Linked DNA regions of Sus scrofa: region 1 is linked to region 2. A link is a contact called in public Hi-C data. All regions are on one chromosome and are shown on one strand. The core of a region is the stretch at or near the end of the contact, and the rest is flanking DNA. Distances in the headings are between cores, read along the strand shown. Region 1 overlaps ARHGAP18 (rho GTPase-activating protein 18). Region 2 overlaps ARHGAP18 (rho GTPase-activating protein 18).

What was found. A called contact is a pair of places that touch in the nucleus more often than the background predicts.
Region 1: a Hi-C map of alveolar macrophages shows a contact between it and region 2, with 1.7 times the contacts expected there. The contact joins two enhancer-like sites. A contact is called at or near these places in 1 of 5 promoter capture datasets (liver), 25 of 47 Hi-C or Micro-C datasets (adipocytes, adipose tissue, alveolar macrophages and 12 more) and 2 of 2 datasets of contacts at active chromatin or transcription factors (alveolar macrophages and skeletal muscle).

The regions. Positions count from the first base shown.
Region 1 is chr1:33,689,268-33,693,910 of Sscrofa11.1, forward strand. The region is part of intron 10 of ARHGAP18 (rho GTPase-activating protein 18); the gene reads left to right. Among named protein-coding and RNA genes, the nearest start is that of ARHGAP18, 160 kb to the left of the region's middle. Within about 2 kb of position 2,609, at least 7 of the 83 cell types and tissues checked have an H3K27ac peak or open chromatin away from gene starts, as enhancers often do. A contact at or near this core is called in alveolar macrophages, where this site is marked.
Region 2 is chr1:33,565,616-33,570,240 of Sscrofa11.1, forward strand. All of the region lies in intron 1 of ARHGAP18 (rho GTPase-activating protein 18), which reads left to right. LOC106508849 (a long non-coding RNA gene) reads right to left here. Exons shown (of 3, transcript XR_001305925.2): 3 at 1,815-2,167. Among named protein-coding and RNA genes, the nearest start is that of ARHGAP18, 40 kb to the left of the region's middle. Within about 2 kb of position 1,911, at least 3 of the 83 cell types and tissues checked have an H3K27ac peak or open chromatin away from gene starts, as enhancers often do. A contact at or near this core is called in alveolar macrophages, where this site is marked.

The DNA of each region.
Region 1 (4,643 bases), core at 1,359-3,858, 120 kb after region 2:
ATGTTAGATTTTTTTTGTAGTTCCAAGCAGTAGAGTTTGAAATAAGTCAGTGATAATTTTGAAGCATTTGATTAGTTAGCCAAAAGATAGACTAACTCAAATAAATTTTAGTTATTTCTCAAAGGGCCTACCCTGAATTTCTGATTTACATTCTCATTTCAAAGTGATTTGGTCTAATATTCACATGGTTTAATGCTGCTGCTTGTATGTGTTGCCAAGGACTTTCATAATAATCAGTGGATTATTCCACATTGATTGACTTTTTCCTTAATGGCAAAAATTATAGAGTAGTTGGAAAAGGTTTAATTATAAACTTTTATGAAAGAAAAAAGAAAACTTTAAAAATACAATTTTCGGGAGTTCCTGCTGTGACACAGCAGGTTAAGGATCTGTTCTTGTCTCTGTGGCAGTGTGAGTTCAATGTCTGGCCCATAGCAGTGGGTTAAAGATCTGGCCCTGCCAAAGCTGTGGAGTGGGTCACAGTTGTGGCTCAGATTCGACCCCTGGCCTGAGAACTTCCATAGGCCATGGATGTGACCGAAAAAGGAAAAAAAAAAAAAAAAAAAAGGTAATTTTTGGCCATGCCCACAGCCTGTGAAAGTTCCCAGGCCAGGAATTGAAGCTGCATTCTCAAGCTGTTGTTGCGGTAATGATGGATCCTTAACCCACTGGGCCACAAGAGAACCCCTAGAAATATAATTTAGGGTATTTACCTTATGTTTTACTCTTGCCTTAAAAAAATTATTTTTCATACAGGTAAAGGTGAAACCCTTACCCTTTTACCCCATGTAGTTCTTTCTATTTAAAATGAAAAAATAAAAAAATCATTTGTCAAGAAAACAAAACCACCAGTTGGTAAATCTAGGAAATTTTTCTTCTGTACCTTATTAAGACTCCTTGAACTGAAACTAAATGAGTGAATTCCATGCCCATGCAATGAATGTTAATACTCAACTTTTCTGGATGAAGCAGTTGATGAGAACGGCTGGAGCGAAAACACTGCGTCGTGACAGGAGAACTTCCAGCGTTACTCCCATTACTAAGCCAGAAAATAATCTTTTGCTTCACTGATTGTCAAATGAGTAACTGAAAAGGCGGATTCAGTTTGATTCGCTTTGGTTTTGGAGACAGAGACCAACTCCAGAAAGGTTGCATAAAAACCTTGTGTGACCAGGGCTACTGTGTATGGGTGTGTAGAATGTGGCTAAGATAGGGACATCTGGCCCAGGGACTGATTTCTGGTCCATTCTCTGCCTGTTAGCCTTGCCTTTGACACAGGACATCCATGACCCAGAAAGAGGAATTCAATGGTTTTTTTTTGTTTTGTTTTGTTTTCCTTATTCACCTAAAGGTGCCCATCAGCATGATAACCCAGGCTAATAGAACTAATAAAGCAATAATGTTTTAATCATCTATCTAAATGATCAGACCTGAGAGTTCCCATTGTGGCTAAGTAGATTATGAACCTCATCAGTGTCCTTGAGGATGCAGATTCGATCCCTGGTCTCACTCAGTAGGTTAAGGATCCGACATTTGCTGTGAGCTGTGGCTAGGCCAGCGGCAGGTGCAGGCCTAAAAAGCATTAAAAAAAAAAAAAAAAAAAAAATCAGACCTAGGTTCCAGTTACCAGCACCTCATAGGCCCCTTTGCTATCCTGCTGTGCTGCTGAAAACCTTTAGGTGTAAAATCCTAGTTTGTTAATGAATTCTACGAACAGTAAGGTGATTGAAAATAAGTCTAAATAGCTGTGAAAGTCACCACAATGACATGAAATAAATTTAGTAAGTTTAGATCAGCCAAAAAGAGAAAAAAATAAAGAATGGTCATTATAAGGTGGAACTTGAAAGACACATCATTTACTTTCTGCATTCAAATGTGTTCTGATAGTTGTGGGAGGGACTGCTAATCCCAATATGGTTACTGATGGGTGAGTTTGGTCTTCAGTTCATTCTTGGATTTGCCTTTCAAGTCCCCAGCATATTCTTCTTCTTTTTTTTTAATCTGTTTAAAATTATATTTCTTGGAGTTCCCGTCGTGGCGCAGTGGTTAACGAATCCGACTAGGAACCATGAGGTTGCCGGTTCAATCCCTGGCCTTGCTCAGTGGGTTAAGGATCCGGTGTTGCCGTGAGCTGTGGTGTAGGTCGCAGACGAGGCTCGGATCTCACGTTGCTGTGGCTCTGGCGTAGGCCTGTGGCTATGGCTCTGATTCGACCCCTAGCCTGGGAACCTCCATATGTTGCGGGAAGCAGCCCTAGAAAAGGCAAAAGGAAAAAAAATATATATTTCTTAAAAATATTAAGTGATTTTAATTTTAGCATGTAAGGTTCCTGGGAGCACAGTCATATAAATAAGGTGGAAAATACTTTTTGGGGGGTAAAATATTGGAAAATGCGCACAAGTAATTTTCCTAATTTACTTAAGCTTTAGTAGCTTAATCAGCCAGCTCTGATGAAGGTTTCAAACAAGATTTCTAATAATAGAAACATTGAAGCAAGTATACCATTTGTACAAGAGCATAAGCCATTTAAATTTAGTTCTCTAAAGGAGAAGGGAAACTTCATCACAAAGTAATTTCAGGAAGTTGAATGCAGACTTGCTCCGTTTTTCCTGTCCTGGTGCCACTCCTTCAGTGGCTGTTTGGAGGGACAGGATCACGTGCATGTCTTGTGTAGACTATTTTTACAGCACATCTAACGAAGGGTTTGGAGGGACCGTGTGAAACACTGTGTCCCAGTTTAAATCTAAAGCAACAGGTGTCTTTGGGCAGGTTACTCGACCAGGAGTTTTTTCTTTTTTTAACACCTTGGATTATTGTGCATCTGGACCAGTGATCATACCTACCTTTGGCTTAGACTGTCTGTCTGTTTATTTATATATTTTAGGGCTGCACCCTTGGCACATGGAGGTTCCCAGGCCAGGGGTCCTATCAGAGCTATAGCCGCCGGCCTACACCACAGCCACACCAACACCAGATCTGGACCGCATCTACAATGTGCACCACAACTCACAGCAATGCCAGATCCTTAACGCACTGAGCGAGGCCAGGGATCAAACCCGTGTCTTCGTGGATGCTAGTGAGATTCGTTTCAACTGAGCCACGATGAGAACTCCCCGACTTAGTCTTTAACAAAGACTGATGTGAAGATATCAATGGTGAATCTATGTTAATATATTATCGGCACGTGTTTAGCGTTTTTGTGGTTTTAGGAAGTTCATTGTATACATTGTCTTGCTTCATCCCAGCAGGGTTGGGAGGTTAGTTTCCCCATTTTGTGAATTAGAAGGCTTTAAAGAGCAGGGATGCCAAAAAAAAGGAAAGAAAAGGCAAAAAATACACATGACTAATAAGTAACTGTGCTGGGACTAGGTTTTCAGAGAGTAGGTCCAGTGATACTAATATATAACAATGGACTGGTGATAGATACTTTTTCAAAAGGACTGTCCTTGATAAAGAGAAGATACATCTGAAGATGAAGTTCTTTCAGCAGGGGCTAGGCTAACATTTTATTAGTTTCATATCCACACACACACTTACTGATTCTAATATTCTGATAGTAGTATTTTGAATAACTTTATTGAATCATGCATACCACATTTAAGTGGTTTATTACCTAATCTCTGTAATTTATGCTTGTAAAGAAAGAGATACACTAGTCTGTGAATAATTATTCTGGTCTCTGGAACAAAATTAAATATTTTTTCCAAACCTTACCAATTAATCTTTTGTCCTCATTTGAGGAGGTATTTTTTTCTATATAACCTCATGCTTGGATTACAGTTTAACTTGCTGAGCACTGTACAGGAAATTAGATACATAAATCTCATTGTTAGATATTAAGGCTTCAGTTTGTTTCAAATTTGGGAGTGTCTGTGTCAGCTAAACTTGATTCAAGGTCAACCTGTTAGCACTGAAAGGAATCTTTCCCCCTGAAATCCTGTGAGAGATTTTTTTCTTTTGTTTTTCCATTTTGTGGTAGTTTATTTGACCTTTTTCAAGTAGGGATTTTAGGCTCATTGTGAAAACATGCTTCTTTTAATAGTTAAGAGTTCAGAAACAAAGCCAGGTGGACATGCACTTAAATTCCCTCTCTACCATCTGCTCACTGTCTAACCTCTGGTTAGTTACGTGCCTTCTCTTAGATTTTGTTTTCTCATCTTTGAGATGGGGGTCCTTCCAGCATCTCTCTCCAGTCAGGATTAAGTGAGATGATCTCTGCAATATGCTGAAAACAGTGGTTTGCCCATAGAAAGCATGGAATACCTGTGCAGTTATTGTTGTTACTCCTTTAGACCAAAGTTGATTCAAGAAAGGAGGCAAAAGAAGTTCACGCTGTGGCTCATTGGGTTTCGAACATGGCTAGTATCCATGAGGATGCAGGTTTGATCCTGGCCTCAATTGGTGGGTTAAGGATCCAGCGTTGCTGTAAGTGTGGTGTAGGTCGCAGATGCTGCCTGGATCCTGCGTTGCTGTGGCTACAGTGTAGGTCTGCAGCTGCAGCTCCAATTGGACCCCTAGCCTGGGAACTTTCATGTGCCATGGATGTGGCCCTAAAAGGTAAAAAGGGGAAAAAAAAAAAAAAGGCAAAAGAAGAGCATAAAGCGTTATGCGCCTGTGGCTTTTGTGGAAGGAGGCTCAGAGCA
Region 2 (4,625 bases), core at 661-3,160:
TCTCTCAACAGGAAGACCTCTGTCCTGGCCATTGTCCTTGGTATATATCTAGCATCCTAGCATCCTGTGATTGTCAGGAATGGCTCAGGGTCACCACCACCACCTGTGTTCCAGAAAAAAAGAGTTAGTGACACCTGCTGCTAAAGCTGCTATCCTGTGGCTCCCCTTAATGATTTGCAGTTTCCTATAAAAGGCCTTTCAAACAGTAGATGGGGTCATACATCTTCCCCCTTATTTAGCTTGCTGCTCACCTCTGTTAGCCTCTAGCATCTCTAGAGGTCAGGGGTTTTTGGACACTGTGAATCAGTTGGTGACTGTGACCCTCATATGTGTGTAACCTGACAACTTGGGAAGTGTAATGCATCACACAGTTAGGGAAGGTCATAGCATAACGTACCCTGGACTTGTCACATGGGGGCTGGAGGAAGCACAGAGGTCCCCACGTGCCCTGCAGCCCCTGGTTTTACAAGTCAGAAAACTCAGTAGGACTTCATTCGGCTGTAGAAACTGCTACATCCCGAATGCCTGTAGCAGTTTCTCCTTCCTTTTTTAATGCCAGGCCCTGTACCTGGCAAAGATGATCCTTTGGGCATCTTAATTCTAGTTGGAAATGTTCAAAACCCAACCAAAATGGGAGTTCTTGTCACGGCTTAGCACTAACGAACCCTACTAGTATCCATGAGGATGCGGGTTTGATCCCTGGTCCTGCTCAGTGGTTTAGGATCCCACGTTGCTGTGGCTGTGGTGTAGGCCGGCAGATGCAGCTCCAGTTCATCCCCTAGCCTGGGAACCTCCATATGCCGCAGGTGTGACCCTAAAAAAAAAAAACAGAAACAAGAAACACCAACCAAAATGTACGTGATGGTGGTTCAGAGCTGGCAGCAAGGGGCTTAAGTACTCTCCTGGGCACTTGTACCTATTCTGTAGTGGACTTCTGACACTTCTTTTCCCATTCTCGGCTCTCCCCGACTCACGTCTTTGTTAAGTGGATAGGGCTGAGATTGACCACATTTCCGGAAACTATTCATATGAAAAATCATACCAGGGAGTTCCTGTTGTGGCTCAGTGGTAAGGAACCCAACTGGTATCCATGAGAATGTGGGTTCAATCCCCAGCTTTGCTCAGTGGGTTAAGTAAGGATCAGGCATTGCCGTGAGCTGTGGTGTATGTAGGTCACAGACTTGGCTTGGATGTGGCTGTGGCTGTGGTGTAGGCCAGCAGCTGCAGCTCCGATTGGACTCCTAGCCTGGAAACTTCCATGTGCTGCAATGCCTCCAAGTGCGGCCCTAAAAAGCAGCCAAAAAAAAAAAAAAAAAAAAAATCACACGAGGACTGTAGGGGAGCAAGTAATAGAAAATCTGAAACCCTCGGGGATGTTGCAGATGTAAGTAGAAGAGAGATTTGGGTGGGTGGCATACAATTACCTTCCCAGAGATGCTCAACCCAAAGGGATTTCTGTCTCTGGTCCCTCTAGACCTGAGGAAAGGGTCCTGATTGTTGGACTGTTTCTAGGACAGATTCATGAGCAAGAATGCATAAGGGATGTTTCTGGCTCTGGAATAATTGGAAGTAGCGAAGTTAATAACATCTCTAATGTCTAGGATTTATAAAGCAAAGGTCTCCTAAAATTAGATGCTTGTAATTTATAATTAGGCTTAATTATAGTTGTTGATTAGCGATGCCAGTGGTGGTTGAACACTGTGCTGTGGGGGAATTACAGACTTGGTGCTTTTTTTCTTGAGGCATGTTTCCCATGCCTTCTGATGCGCCGTAAGATAAAGACAGGCTGAGACTGTTGACCAATTAGTCAGTGCTAGCATGATAGTGATTCTGGTTTATTCAGGAAAGGGGAGGTAAAAGAACAGAATGAAAATGATCCTTTTTCCTTCCTCTTTCAGAGCGCATAGTTGACAGTGCTTCCCACGTTCACAGTGGTAGAGGGTTGCGTTAACAATGACCAGTTCAGTAGGGGAGCTTCGTCTTACCAGAGGCTTCCAGCGTGTATCTTCTCAGCCAAGAAACTGTTCTAGCGAGGATCCACCTGATTTCTCTATTGTGCTTTTCTTGGGGTTTGTGCTGACCTCTCCACCCGCATCTGTGGGCAAGCAGGACTCTTTGGGCTTTTCCTTTGTCCTTGGCTGGATCAGTGGCTTGGACCTGGACACTTCTGCATATCCAATCAAGAAACACTAGTGAGTGACTAAGTCCAGACATTATATTGAGAGTATAGAGATAGAATATCCTACCCTCAAGGATCATGTAATCCTGTAGAGGCCTCGTGTGTGTTACGTGACAGAGAGAGAGGGTGTGTGTATAGGGGAGGGAGATATCAGAAATAACTTAAGCATAACAGGATGAGAGGTAGTCTGGAGGGCCAGGCATAGTCTTTGGGAACATGTTATTGGTGAAATTATCACACGTTGAGGTGTCGTTCATACTTCAGTAATTCAGCTTTTCTTTAGATGGTCCAAGGGAGATCTAAGTTAATACTTAAGCCATCCTTGTGAGAAATAAAGGCTTTCACTTTTTAAAATGCTCCATCACCTACTTGTCTTAGTTCTGCACATTCAACTAAAATGCCCTAAAAAAGGAGTTCCCGTCATGGCTCAATGGTTCACAAATCCAACTGGGAACCATGATGACTGCAGATTCGATCCCAGGCCTCACTCAGTGGGTTAAGGATCCGGTGTTGCCGTGAGCTGTGGTGTAGGTCGCAGACGTGGCTCGGATCCCATATTGCTGTGGCTGTGGTGTAGGCTGGATTAGACCCCTAGCCTGGGAACCTCCATATGCCACGGGTGCGGCCATAGAAAAGACGAAAAAATAAAATGAGATGCCCGAAGAAACAACCTCTGATCCCTCTTATAACAGGACAGGGTTCAGAGAGAGGAGGAAAGTAAGCAGGTGGGGCCAGTGCTTTGCTACAGAGCTGACTGTGGTCCAGGGGGCGTTTAGTTATTGGGACCAAGCATTATCTCGGTGTAAGAGCAAGTCACCTTTGGAACAATCCTGTTGGGAACCTAGAATCTATATAACAAGATTCCAATGACTATATTATAAGCTAACACAAAGTCTGAGAAATATTACTGGGTTAACTTTTCCCTTGAAAGAATCAGACTTGCTCACTGCAGAGAGTGTGTAGAATACTTGGGCGATTAAAATATGGGACCATGGTATCTCTCTTGTCAAATGAAAATAAGGATGAGGGCATCTTGTCTGTTTAATTGAAAGGCATAATAGTGTTCAGAGGACTGTAGCTCTAGTACCGTGCTCAGCTGCTGGTGATTTGTGCTCAGTGTTTCCTTTAATGACACAGCAATGCTCAAACTTGACACAACACAAATCCACTTGAGACGGGAGCTTCGACACAACACAAATCCACTTGAGACGGGAGCTTCGAACTGCACCGTAATATTACTCTTGACAGATGGCCATGAACAGTGTGCCATGGTAAAGAGATGATATGATTGAGTTAAAGGCAGGAGACAGGGGTTCAAATGTGAGCCCTGCTGGTTCTGTCTCTTATAAATTGCTTAATCTTTCTAACTAATCTTTGAGTTTCCTTATTTTGTCAAATGGAGGCACAGAAATGAGGATTAACTGAGAAGAAGTAAAATAGCACAGAAAAGTAAATACATGCATTTTTTTTTTAAGCTGGGGGAATCTAAAAAGTTTGAGATTACTAGCTTATTGTAAGTTCCTTATTTCTTCCTCATTTATTAATTTATTACCATCAGCTAATATAGTGCCTGACACTAGTAAGTGTGTGGCAAAAGTATTTGCAAAATGTGTTCATTGTGTGGCCAAGGAACACATTTTCATAGGAAAATAAACCAGTGAACTGACAATAATTGTGTCATATTTTAGGGCCAATCTAGTAACCCTCTCATTAATTCAGGAAATGAATGGTTAAGAGAGAAGCCCACAACTATCAAAAGATACTTAGATTTAAAAAAAGAGAAAGAAATCTTGCCATTTGCGATAACATGGATGGAATGGAGGCAGTATTATGCTTAGTGAAATAAGTTAGAGAAAGACAAATACTATATGTGATTATTTGTATGCAGAATCTAAAAAAACAAAACAAGGGAGTTCCCATGGTGGCACAGCAGAAACCACGAGGTTGTAAGTTCAATCATTGGCCTCGCTCGGTGGGTTAAGGATCTGGCGTTGCCATGAGCTGTGGTGTAGGTCACAGACATGGCTAGGATCTGGTGTTGCTGTGGTTGTGGTGTTGGCCAGCAGCTGTAGCTCCGATTAGACCCCTTGCCTGGGAACCTCCTTATGCCATGGGTATGGCCCTAAAAAGCAAAAAATAAGTAAATAAAATTAAAAAAACCAAGCAAATATAACAAAACAGACATAAGCTCACAAATACAGAGAACGAGATAGTGGTTGCCAGAGGAGAGTGGGGATAGAGGGAGGGGTGAAATAGGTGAAGGGGATTAAGAGGAACAAACTGCTCGGTATAAAATAGATGGAGAGAGTTTCTTTTGTGGTGCAGCAGAAGTGAATCTGACTATCAGTGAGGATGTGGGTTCAATCCCTGGCCTTGCTAGGTGGGTTAAAGGATCCGGCATTACTGTGAGCTGCGGTGTAGGTTGCAGATGTGGCTCAAATCCCAC